2 separate regions of the Danio rerio genome follow, and region 1 is linked to region 2. A link is a contact called in public Hi-C data. All regions are on one chromosome and are shown on one strand. The core of a region is the stretch at or near the end of the contact, and the rest is flanking DNA. Distances in the headings are between cores, read along the strand shown. Region 1 holds the start of gpr158a (G protein-coupled receptor 158a). Region 2 holds the start of anxa13 (annexin A13).

Region 1 (5,839 bases), core at 183-2,682, 130 kb before region 2:
GAGAAAACAAGTCAGACTTTTAATCTATACTGAAAACTTCTCTAAATGACAACGAAATAATTTGCAACAGGAACCAAGTTGACATAGGTGAAGGATGATCAATATTTCATAACATCATCAAATGATTGCATCATTTATAATGTGCACACATTTTCATTTACGCACATACAGTATGATTCAGGTATATTTCTATGAGGAGCTTTGTCGAGCTCGAGCCGTGTACCTCAGCAGACAGTGATGGCATCATCGATTGTTTGTATGTGCCGTTTCAATTCATTTGGACGCTTGAGTCATTTGCGCCCCTGACGCACGCGTTTAGATTTCGCTTTGAACATCTCATTGTTTACAGATCTGGATTAAACGCTCGTGCAGTGATGATGACTCATATTGCACCATGATTCACATCCTCACGCAGTCGCATGCATTCCTCCTGTGCTGTTCGCTTCACTGCAGTATTTCCTCCAGCGCGCGACAAAAACAGCGCTGCGCAAACAGCTCTCTCTGCATGTTTAACTCAAGAATGGATGTCACAACATCGGCTTGTATATAACCTTGTTTTTAAAAACGCGTTTTGGAACTGTGTAAAACTTGATACAGCGACTTAAACGCGCCTAGTAACAGAGACGCGACGCAAAGGTTCAAACGTCAGTCTGACGCATATCTACAAAGACTGAATGACAGCACAGACGCGGTCAGTGTGAAATGTGTGTTGTGTGAAGGCGCGTTAATAAAAACAGACGGAAAATTATGAAAAAAAAATCACACAAGTATCTCAGTTTAACTTTCTATTCGCGCAGAACGCTGAACATACAACGCGACACGACGCAACGCTACCGAAAACGCCTGTCTGACGCATATGTCATATATCAACAAATAAAGCACAGGTGCGCAACAGAAACCGTTATAAGCAGCTGATGCCGTCTTAATAACGAGACGGCCATAAAAATATCAGATGGACACGACCACACAGAAGAAAAAACGTCCAGCTCATAATTTAACCTCGACATTAAAGCGTTTATCTCAAGCAATGCATCTTTTAAACAGCTTCGTCTTGTTGACGTTTATGCAGTAGGAGCCTTTATAAATGTACTCCTTCCCATCGAGCGTCTATTTTTGCCGAAAGCCGAGAACTTAATGTGATTTATCGCCCCTTTTTTTCAATGTATGTTTTTTCTTTCCCTTTCAGTACTGGATAGCTCCTTCAGTGTTACAAACACGCCCTCCGTCAAATGACTGACAGCCGAAATGACCATACACCAATCAAGGGCACTTTCCCAAACCCTATAAGGTGATGAAGAAGACGGGATGTTAGTAGTGTTGGGAAGTCCGACTCATTTCCGCGAATCGGTTCTTTCGAGCAGTTCAGATCAGAGCAGCCGATTGGTTACGGATTTGCGAACCGGTTTAAAGAGAAGCACCGACTCACTAAACGAGTCCTTCGTGAATCGGGCATCACTAGATGTTATAGCAAATGGTTTCTGTCGTTCTCATGCTTTAAGACTGGAGTGGAGGAAAGAGGGCGGAGTGTGTTTGTCATCCAAGTGTGAAGTACTGACTCCCTGGCTCCGAAAAATAGGATTTTTTCTCCTTCTCATATTCGATCACGTCTGTTGTGGTCCAGCATCATATTGGGAGGAGAGCGTCGGGGATCCTGCACATCTGCCGCGCTCCCGCGACGAGATACAAAAGCAAACCAGCATCACTTACACAAACAACACTAATGTATCTGAGGGGAAGGGGATTACCGATGCGATACATGTCTTCTGGACGGGAGTAAAGTGGCAGCAATGCGCGAAAATCCACAGGTGAAGATGCTGTGCTGATTTGATTAATTCCAGCTGTGATTTCTCGCCTCAGATTTGCTCAACTGACGCTGGTAAGGTAGAAGAGCGGGATCGAAGGATATGGCCATAATCCGGATATCGTTACTCTTGCAAGTGGGATTTGTTATAGGATCAAATTATAGATATGTGGAACATGACCGGGACCTGAAAGGAAAGCTGCCCATTTACAACACGCACAGCAACCAGCACGCGCACCTCCGGAAGCCCCATTCGGGTTTAGTGCAGAAGATCGAGGAGCAGGTACCCAAAGTAGTGACTGCGTTTCTGCACACGGGGGATTCCTCCACCTTAAAGCACGCCAACTGCTCCAGGAGATATGAGCTGGCGGTGTTGCGGGGAAGGACGCGCGGAGACGCGCATCACTCCATGCGCAGCGTCCTGGACACGGTCCTTCACGCCACAAACTTCCTCAACATGATATTACAAACAAACCGATCCAGAAATCACAGCCCCAGACATGCAGACATGGAGTGGTACAACGCGCTGGTCAGGAGTATCCTGGAGGGAGACCTCAAGATCCACCGAGCGGTGGTCACCTTGAGCACAGAATCCCCTCCTGAAGGACCACCTGTTTACCTTCAGGCTACACGGGCAGGTGGAGAGATCATTCTGCAGGATTTATCCAACATTACCCATCGGATGTTGAGAAACAGAACGGCTGACACCGAGTGGTATCATGAGCACAAACATAAAAAGAAGACACATCTGCAAAAACGAGTGCTGAGTCAAGATTTTGCCTCGTTTGACGCGTCCGTGCGCAGTGGAGAAAGTTATATTACCGAAAAAACTCAGATACACTGGTCAGCTCCGTACTTGGAGTGCGAGAATGGGAATTTCATACCCAGATGGCTCTTGACACTGTCAGCTGGCTTCTATGGCCTTAAACCCAACAGGAACCCAGACTTCAGGTAACTTTGTTTACATGGGGAAAATGGATTTTATGGGGGTTTATTTGTATCATTTATTTGCAGATTATACATATAATATGCTATTAAGATGAATAATATGCTCAGTCGAATAGTTTTTTAGTAAAATAAGATTTATTTATTTATTTTATTTATTTATTTATTTATTCATTTGTTCATTTAGCTTTTTTCTTTCCCAGAACACATTTTTTTAAGTACTTGACAGAAAATGCATATTTCAATGTGCATTTTGGTTAAAATTGTGTCTCAGACTAATGTCTCTTATTACATAATCACAAAACCCCCTATTCCAGCAAAAATAGTCATTTGTTATAGTTTTATTATTCACGTGTTTGCGTTTTGTGCTCTGGATGTTGTTGGTTAGTATGGCAAAGCATCACTGCAGGTGTAGAGAGTGCTTCTAAAAATAACCCATGCCGGTTGCATAGCAAGAAACCCCTTGGCCCCCGAACAATCAGCTCAATTCTCAATATACAACCACAGTCATTGGAGATGTTTGGATTGATCTGGTTAACGTGGTGGAGAGATGCTGTGTACAAACATCCTTGACTCTTTTGAAAGATGTGTTAAGGGCCGCCGGTTACTCTATGGAGCTCAGAGAACAGGAATAAGGCTGTTTCCTGTTTACTAATTAATCCCACAGGTACCAGCACCATAGACATAGGTTTTAAAGCTTATATTGTGCGTTACCAACTGGTCCTTCAGCAAGAATTCGACATTTATTCAGGTGAATTGTTTATGATTTAAATGCATGGCAGTGATAGACTTAAAGGAAAAGTTCACACAAAAATTACAAATCTGTCATCATTTATTGACCCTTTACTTGTTTCTAACATTTATGCGTTTCATTTTCTTCTGTTGAACACAAAAGAAGATATTTTGAAAAATGTTGGAAACCTGTAACCATTAACTTGCATCATGTTTGTTTTTAAAAGTCAGTTTTGGAAGTCATTGGTTACAGGTTTGCAACTTGTTTCAAATATCTTCTTTTGTGTTTAACAGAAGAAAGAAACTCATAGGTTTGTAATCACTTAAGGGTAAACACTGAATTTTTTTAATATATATATTCAGGTGAACTAACCCTTTAAGTGAAAAGTGGCCCTTTAGAGTCTCAGGGAATCAGGTGGCCCATCTGATACTGGCAAAACATATTTGGCATACACACCAGTTTGTGTTTGTATTTTCACACCAAATCCTTATAAAAGCCCATGAAAATAGCAAAATGTTGCAAAATCCTGCTTTAGTTGTGTTCCACATATAATTTTTAACAAATAATTGCACATGTGAAGCATTTTCAAGACATTTTTTTCTGTAAGGAGAGTGTCAAATGTTTCCATTTATAGTATGTTTTTTTGCAGTGAAACCAATCATAGTCATTTCTGTCGATTTAATGAACACAATGGCCAATCAGAGGGGATTAAGATGAAATCAACAAAGCACTCAGCATTTTATTCAATGCTGAGTTCTGTGCATTTATGAATTCTGAATTGGCATGTCTAGTAAAGACTGTAGTGAAATTCATTGATTATAACAAAACTTTTTGGGATTATATCAATAAAAATTGGTATTATACACTGTAAAACAAATGCAGAGTTCCACAAGTCATCCATATTGGCCAGACACAAATCGATTAAGGTAAATTAATTTAAGTGGATTGAACATGAAACAATTAAGTTGTCCACCAAACAAAACTCAAGAATTGTGTTTTTTAATTCATTTAAAATAAGTAGTTTGAACAACCAGCAAAACAAATATATATTATTATTATTATTATTGTTAAATTACTATTATTATAATATTACTAATATTATTAAATAACTATTATTATTATTTTTTTTTTATTATTATTTTACCTGCAAGCTTTGAATGACATTTCTTCTAAATTGAAAATAATTTTACCATTTACACTTTTAGAGCCTAAAAGTGCTGTATGAAAGTTTTTGACTCATCTAAAGCATAAAAATGCCATAATATGATTGCAGATATTTAAGATACATGCTAAATGAACATTCCAGCCTGATCTCACAAGCAAACGTAAGTATTTTACGTTTTGCCAGTTTAGTGGCTAATTCTTACAAATTCGAGTTCAGTAAAAAATTGACGTGGCACCTAACTCCACCCCTATACCCAACCGTCATTGGGGGATGAGCAAATCGTACTAAATTGTACGAACTAGATCATACGAATTAGCCACTAAATCAAAAAGTTACGAATTGCCGTGAGATTGTGTTGAACATTCTTGTTTATCTGAAAAACAATGCTGAAGTCAGATATTCTGCGTTAAAAAAACTGCGTCACATGCTGTAACTTCTGTCTTTGTTTAGTCATTTAACTTGCCCAATGCCAGCTTAGACAATTATATTTCAGCACCCTGGGTTCCCTTTGTGGAAAACAACATTTATTTAGTCAGAAAGGCTCTCAAAGTGTGTGTCTGTGACCAAAATGTGATTTCAGGAGGACAGCAGCCTCCAAAATTAGATGCAGATTCAGAGTTCCACATGAGGTGGTTATTAATTAGAAAGTAATATAAATATTACGAATGTAAACAATACATGCTAACAACATGCTACATGCAATATTTGCAGTGATAAACAATTTGTCTGTTTGCCCCAGACAAAATACATCAGAAATGTAAATACAGCCATTCAGAAGCACAGAATAGTGCACTCACTGCACTCCAACTAAATGGTGAGGTTTCTAATCTAATTAATACATTTTAAACCTCTTTAACATTATTAAATCTACATGCTGAATCACTGATATGTGTTGACTTGCACTAAGTCACAGTTCTAAGTCACAAAAAAAGTTTAATTTCAAACTGTTTCTTTTATTTTCAAGATTTGAGGTGAACTGTCAGCTGCTGCTTTCAGAATGTCATGTAAATTGGCATTCAAACTCACATTATTAGCATTTAACACTGATTAAAGCACATGAGGTGTACCTGAGGTGAACAGTTTCTGTTGTTCAGCTTCAAGAAATAGAAGTCATTCCTATAATATAAATATCAAGTGTTGGTTTGAACAAAAACTCCTTTAAATATGAAAAATATTCCTTCTATTCCATGCTTTC
Region 2 (5,660 bases), core at 2,253-4,752:
GTGATTTTATAGCTTTTTTCTGAATATTTGTGGTATACTGACATCAAGTGGTAAAAATTGAGCACTTTGTTTCAGCCACAAACTCCTACAGTTCTCCGTGTCAGAAATCAAAGTGCAGATCTAACCCTTTCCTTTTGTGACAAATTTCATTAAAACTGATTTTTATTATTATTATTTTTATGTGAAACTACATTTTGGCCATTTAATTTAAAGTAAAATACTGGTAACCTAATGTTGGTTAAAGTAAATAATTTATTTTTATATCTAGGCCTACTACTACAACAACTACTATATTATTATTATTATTATTATTATTATTATTATTATTATCATCATCAATAATAATAATAATAATAAAATATAAAATAGAGCCAAATAAGGATTTTTAAGTGAGCTAATTTCTTTGATTGATTTAATTTCTTCATTCTGACAAACGTGATGTAAAATGCTGATCTGCATTCATTGCTGTAGGTCAGTGTAATTTATGTTAGTTTAAACATTGTTAAACTGTATTATCATTAAATACTGTAATATTTATTATCTCAATATTATATCTGATTTTTAATTAATAATTTATTATTAGTAGTAGTAGTATAAGTATTAGTAGTAATAGTAGTATTTTATAATTTAAATAGTGTTTGCTTTTAAAATATAAATAGGCTAGTTCAGTGGTTCTCAAACTGTGGTACGCGTACCACTAGTGGTACGCGGGCTTCCTCCTAGTGGTACGCGGAGGAATCGCTAAATAATGAAAGAAACAACACTTTAATCCTTTAATGCGTAATATAACATTGATGTGATCAGCATTGGCTGTTTTGTGAAGCGTACGATCACAGCTCTGTGCTTAGAATGTTTATTTTAGTGCTTTGTGACATAAGCTGCTGAAAATCAGTTTCCGAAGTTTAAGAATTGATTCTGAAGCGTGATTTGACTGACATGAAAAGTGGCCAATCACAGTCGACCTTGTCTAGTTGCGTGAAACGTAAGGGCGGGACAAAGGCTTTCTGTGTTGCAGAGACAGAAAAAACAACTTAAAAACAAATGTTTTGTTGGAATAATGCTTCTCGGATGTTTTCACTACAGAGATGTCTAGCAGAGTAATTAAACCGCGGACATATTTCCTGCCTATTTGATGTTCATACACGTTTCGCTGTCCGACAGCTAGTCGACTCGCCTCTGACCTGTCACTCCTCTAAATACATTCTGAATGGCGGCGCGGGAATGAAGGTATTGCGCAATTACTCATTTCTGCAAATGCGGCGAGTGCTTTTTTTTAACACGAGAGCACATTCACGCTAAAACAAATATGTGAGCTCTTAAATAGGCTTTTTTCAAATGAACTGCAAGTGCTCTCATGATCGCGTGTGTGCTCAGATTGAATACAATCGAGATCTCTCCACTATTAAAGAATACATTATTTATCTTTGCTCCTTACCAATTTAATCAAAAGTATTCAAAGTTATCAAATATTTAGAAATAGATTGATACATGATCGATGACAATGCTAATGGTCTTCTTATTTGGCTGTGTTGTGAAGTGAAACTTACTTTTAGCAAAGGTGGAACTTTTTTTATTTCTTTACGACAAAATAATTATGCTGGAAATGTTTCTGGATGAGGTATTTGTGTGATTTATACATTTAGCTGTATTCTGATCTGTCCTAAAGCATTACAGGTCAAAGCAATCCATTGTTAGCCTACTTATTGTTTATTTATCACAATTTACAATAAGGCTCTTAAAGCACTGCTTTGATAAATGTAGTGTTGTCATATTTCAAATACCTCAAGTAAAATGAAGTCATTTGTTTTATTTTTTTACTGACAGTGTACTTGTATTTTTTTACGTTTCTATTTTAGATTAAGATCAAGTGTAAAATAAAATCTACATGTGATGTACAGCTATTTAAGAATCAAATTTGCCATATTGTAAAGAAAATAGTGTAAAATATGTAAATAAAAGGCTAAATTTAAATCTTTTTACCATATACTTTAATTTAACCTTTCAAAGCTTAAAAATATATATTTTTAAAAATGGGCAAAAAGTGTCTCTATGGCCTTAAAGATTATTTGGTAGTTTTACCAGTGCTATTGAAAAAGATTAATTGTCATGAAAGGAAAAATTGACTATACTTCCTTTGTTAGTGCAAATTATACATCTAGCTATGCAAGCTAAGCAATCAAACCATTAAATTAGGTTTACACTTAAAAAAAGTGATTTCATAATGAAAATAAGATTTTTTTTCAAAAGTAACCAACTAGTACTTTTTAAAAGAGTAATTTGTACTTTTAACTAATATTAGTATTATTTACTAAAATTTTTGTTATTTTAGCAGTGTAATAGTATTTTTACTTGAGTACAAAAAAGATTTCACAAGGACTTAGTGCAGGTTTATTATATTATTAATATATGATTAATAAATATTATTATTAATGGTTTTTATTTGTATCTATTCCTATGCAGTGTTTAATGGGTTGCTGAGAATACATTTCAGGTCTTCAATACATAGCATGTCAGTCTTGGAAAAAAAAAATAGGTGCTGGAATTGACTTTCATTAGGCTGTGCCTGTATGAACCCTGTCATGTACATTTAACATTTATTTCAAGATTTGTCTGAAAGTGTATGAATATGACATATAGCCTATATTTATAAGGTCCAAGCAGCATTTCCAGCTTTTGATGAATAGGCTACTATGAATACTTTAGATTTAAGTACAGCAGTTTTCTTTTTACTTTTTAAGAACAGCGCCATTTTTTTATGAACTTTTAAAAGCACATTTTAACTAAAACTTTTTTTTTTATCTGCAAGCACAGTTAATGTTCAGACTATTTCAAATGTTTAAAGTGACTGACAATAATACATATTCTTACTAATAGGAAGTAATCTGCCTCGTTTTAAAACTGTGCACACCTGTAGCTGCTTAATTAGGCTTACGACGCTATTTTTTAATACTGGTTAAAAAATAGCGTCGTAAGGTGGTACTTGGAGAGACGATTTTTTTCCAAGGTGGTACTTGGTGAAAAAAGTTTGAGAACCACTGGGCTAGTTGATGCTTTTCATAATATTTTTCCGCTTAATGCCCAATAGAGGGCTCCCTTACTTCATTGTATACATTGTAAAGAAATGTTTTAAACAGGCAGGTTACTGTGTATCTCCTAATAAATGGGGAATTTGAAAACTAATTTAAATTATTTTCATTTAATTTTGCTATGTGTAAAAACACAATATAGCTGTTTTGAGGTTTTCATTTACTTTCTAAATGCTTAAAAAGTTGAATTGTGACACATATGCACATTTGTCAGAATTATAAATAGGCTGCTTACAGAAGCAACGCTGAACAATAATGTTTATTTTTCTAAATGCTCATTTTGGCTCTCATCCATGGGGCACGTTTACAATCCATCCCGTTATTCCCCTACGTGCTGACGTCACTTACAGAAACTATTGCGTGTGGCCTGCAGTTCGGACAGCGGTCAGATCATCAGATCATCAAAAACACCAAACTCTCATCATGGGAAACTGTCAAGTGAGTATTTCATTTCATTTTCTCTGCTAACGCACACTTTAGTGCGGTCGTAAATCGGTAGGTAACCGCTGTAGCATCTGCGCTGAGTTTACTACGGGACTCGTCGTCGCAAAGAAGTAATCAAATTAAAATCTGTCATATGGAGAAGGAAAGAAAACTGAAGGTTGAGACAAGCGAATAAAATCCAGTTATGATTTCTGACTCATTTGTACTGCGTTGTCAGGATGTTTTTGAGAAGCGCATCCTTTACCGACTGTGATTCGTCTCGTGTGTGTGTTTTTTTTTTCTGCCTCGTCTCCGGTTGTTTTTGTTTTCTTAAACGTTAAAACCAAATTGTTTGCTATTTAAATGTGTATACTGTTATATATATGATGCTGTAAAGGAAGGGAAGGAATGTGTCACAGTCCCGTTATGTCAATGAGTCAGAGGAAACGCTTTGGGAGGAGATGGTGGCAAACTCCGCTTCATATTTGCCTTTCGAGGGGCCTCCATCGGGCGGTACTGTGTGTTTGGACAGGGCGCTTCCTCCGAGCATTCCATGGCTTTTGTTAATATAGGGGGAGACTGACACACAAGCCTATTCAGTCGCTGGAGAGATTGTTGCTCAGTACAGATGTAAATAAAATGCAAATAAATCCGTTAAATCAATTTCAATCTGAAATTGTGGAATTTATTATTTTTCAAGAGTATTTATCAAGATAATTTTTCCAACACACAGGGGAGAGCGGGGACAAAAGTAAACAATTTTTAATAAAAACTCAACATTAAAGGATAATGGTTTTAGCAGAAATACATTGCTCTGGTGGTTATTACCTCCCAAAAGTGCTCTATCAAAATCCGGTGTTATTTTGGATCACTGTAAAATACGTCCAATATAACTTCACTTTAAACAAAAGTTGCACATTGTTACTTTTGACCCCATCAGCTGGGTCAAAAGTAATGCAACAATATTTGCTAGATTTACTGGCTTAATCTTGTTTATTTTAATTATATCTGGCCTTGTTAATGTTCACTGCAAATATATTATTATTATTATTAGTATTAGTATTATATATATATATATATATATATATATATATATATATATATATATATATATATATATATATATATATATATAAACAAAATAAATACACAAATATATTTATATATGCGATTAAAAAAAACATTTAACTGGATTTCCATTGTACATTTCAGCTCCATCAAATGTTTCTTAAACAACCCAACAATGCAATATGTTAATTTTCTACAATTTTAGAATATTTTTATAATATTAGAATATCTTTATTATTATTATTTGCAATATGCATTTTTTTTTAAAACATCTGAATCTAAATACTGCAAACTCTAATGTGGAAGTGAAAAATCATCCATGACTGTTAGAAGAAGGACATAAGAATCAGTTTTACTTTTGTCCCCTACAAGAACTCTTGCCATTTAAACCTCGATTTCATCAAGTAGGACATGTTCCTGGATTAACATCTACTGTATGTTAATCCTGGAACAACATTCCAATCAGCCAATCAAAGTTAATGGTTAGGTAAATGCACTTCTACATGATTGTTATAATACATAACTAATATTGCCCCTCTGATTTTGGGAATGATTTACTGTTATTGTTTGGTTTAGGGGTAGGGAATAGGTATGAATCACATTTTCCAACAAAAATGATGTTCTAGAATCAACATGGATGATAATCCAGGATAATCAGGTACTTGGAAAAATCAAGACGTGCATTCATCAAGCCTGGAATTCAGCATTTTCTAGACTCACTGCAGTAGCTTCTTTAGTTTCTTCCTGCTGTTCCCAGTTTTGTTTATTTGAACTTGTATAAATTAACTATTATTTTAAATTGTATATAATAATTAATAAAACAAATTCTGGGGTCTGAATAATTTTTGGTTTGACTAAGTATTTTACAATTATGACATTTGTAAGAATTCTGACTTTATATCTTCCTTTTCTTTTCAGCCAACAATTGTGCCTTATGAAGACTTTGATGTAATTGCGGACATTAAGGCAATCCGCAAAGCCTGCAAAGGTTTCGGTGAGACTCTTATGTGATTCTAAAATCCTAATAAGCATTCATTATGTCTGTCAATTACATCTCATTTGCAATTACAGTTTGACATTGTG

The links. A called contact is a pair of places that touch in the nucleus more often than the background predicts.
Region 1: a Hi-C map of skeletal muscle shows a contact between it and region 2, with 3 times the contacts expected there. The contact joins the promoter of gpr158a here to the promoter of anxa13 in region 2. A contact is called at or near these places in 2 of 18 Hi-C or Micro-C datasets (embryo and skeletal muscle) and 2 of 4 datasets of contacts at active chromatin or transcription factors (caudal fin and embryo).

The regions. Positions count from the first base shown.
Region 1 is chr24:6,692,351-6,698,189 of GRCz12tu, reverse strand. It overlaps gpr158a (G protein-coupled receptor 158a), which reads left to right and starts at 1,432. Exons shown (of 8, transcript XR_012399680.1): 1 at 1,432-2,752. The region is part of intron 2 of LOC141380815 (a long non-coding RNA gene); the gene reads right to left.
Region 2 is chr24:6,567,800-6,573,459 of GRCz12tu, reverse strand. It overlaps anxa13 (annexin A13), which reads left to right and starts at 3,502. Exons shown (of 11, transcript NM_131774.2): 1 at 3,502-3,524; 2 at 5,496-5,571. The coding sequence starts at 3,510. The region is part of intron 7 of gpr158a (G protein-coupled receptor 158a); the gene reads left to right.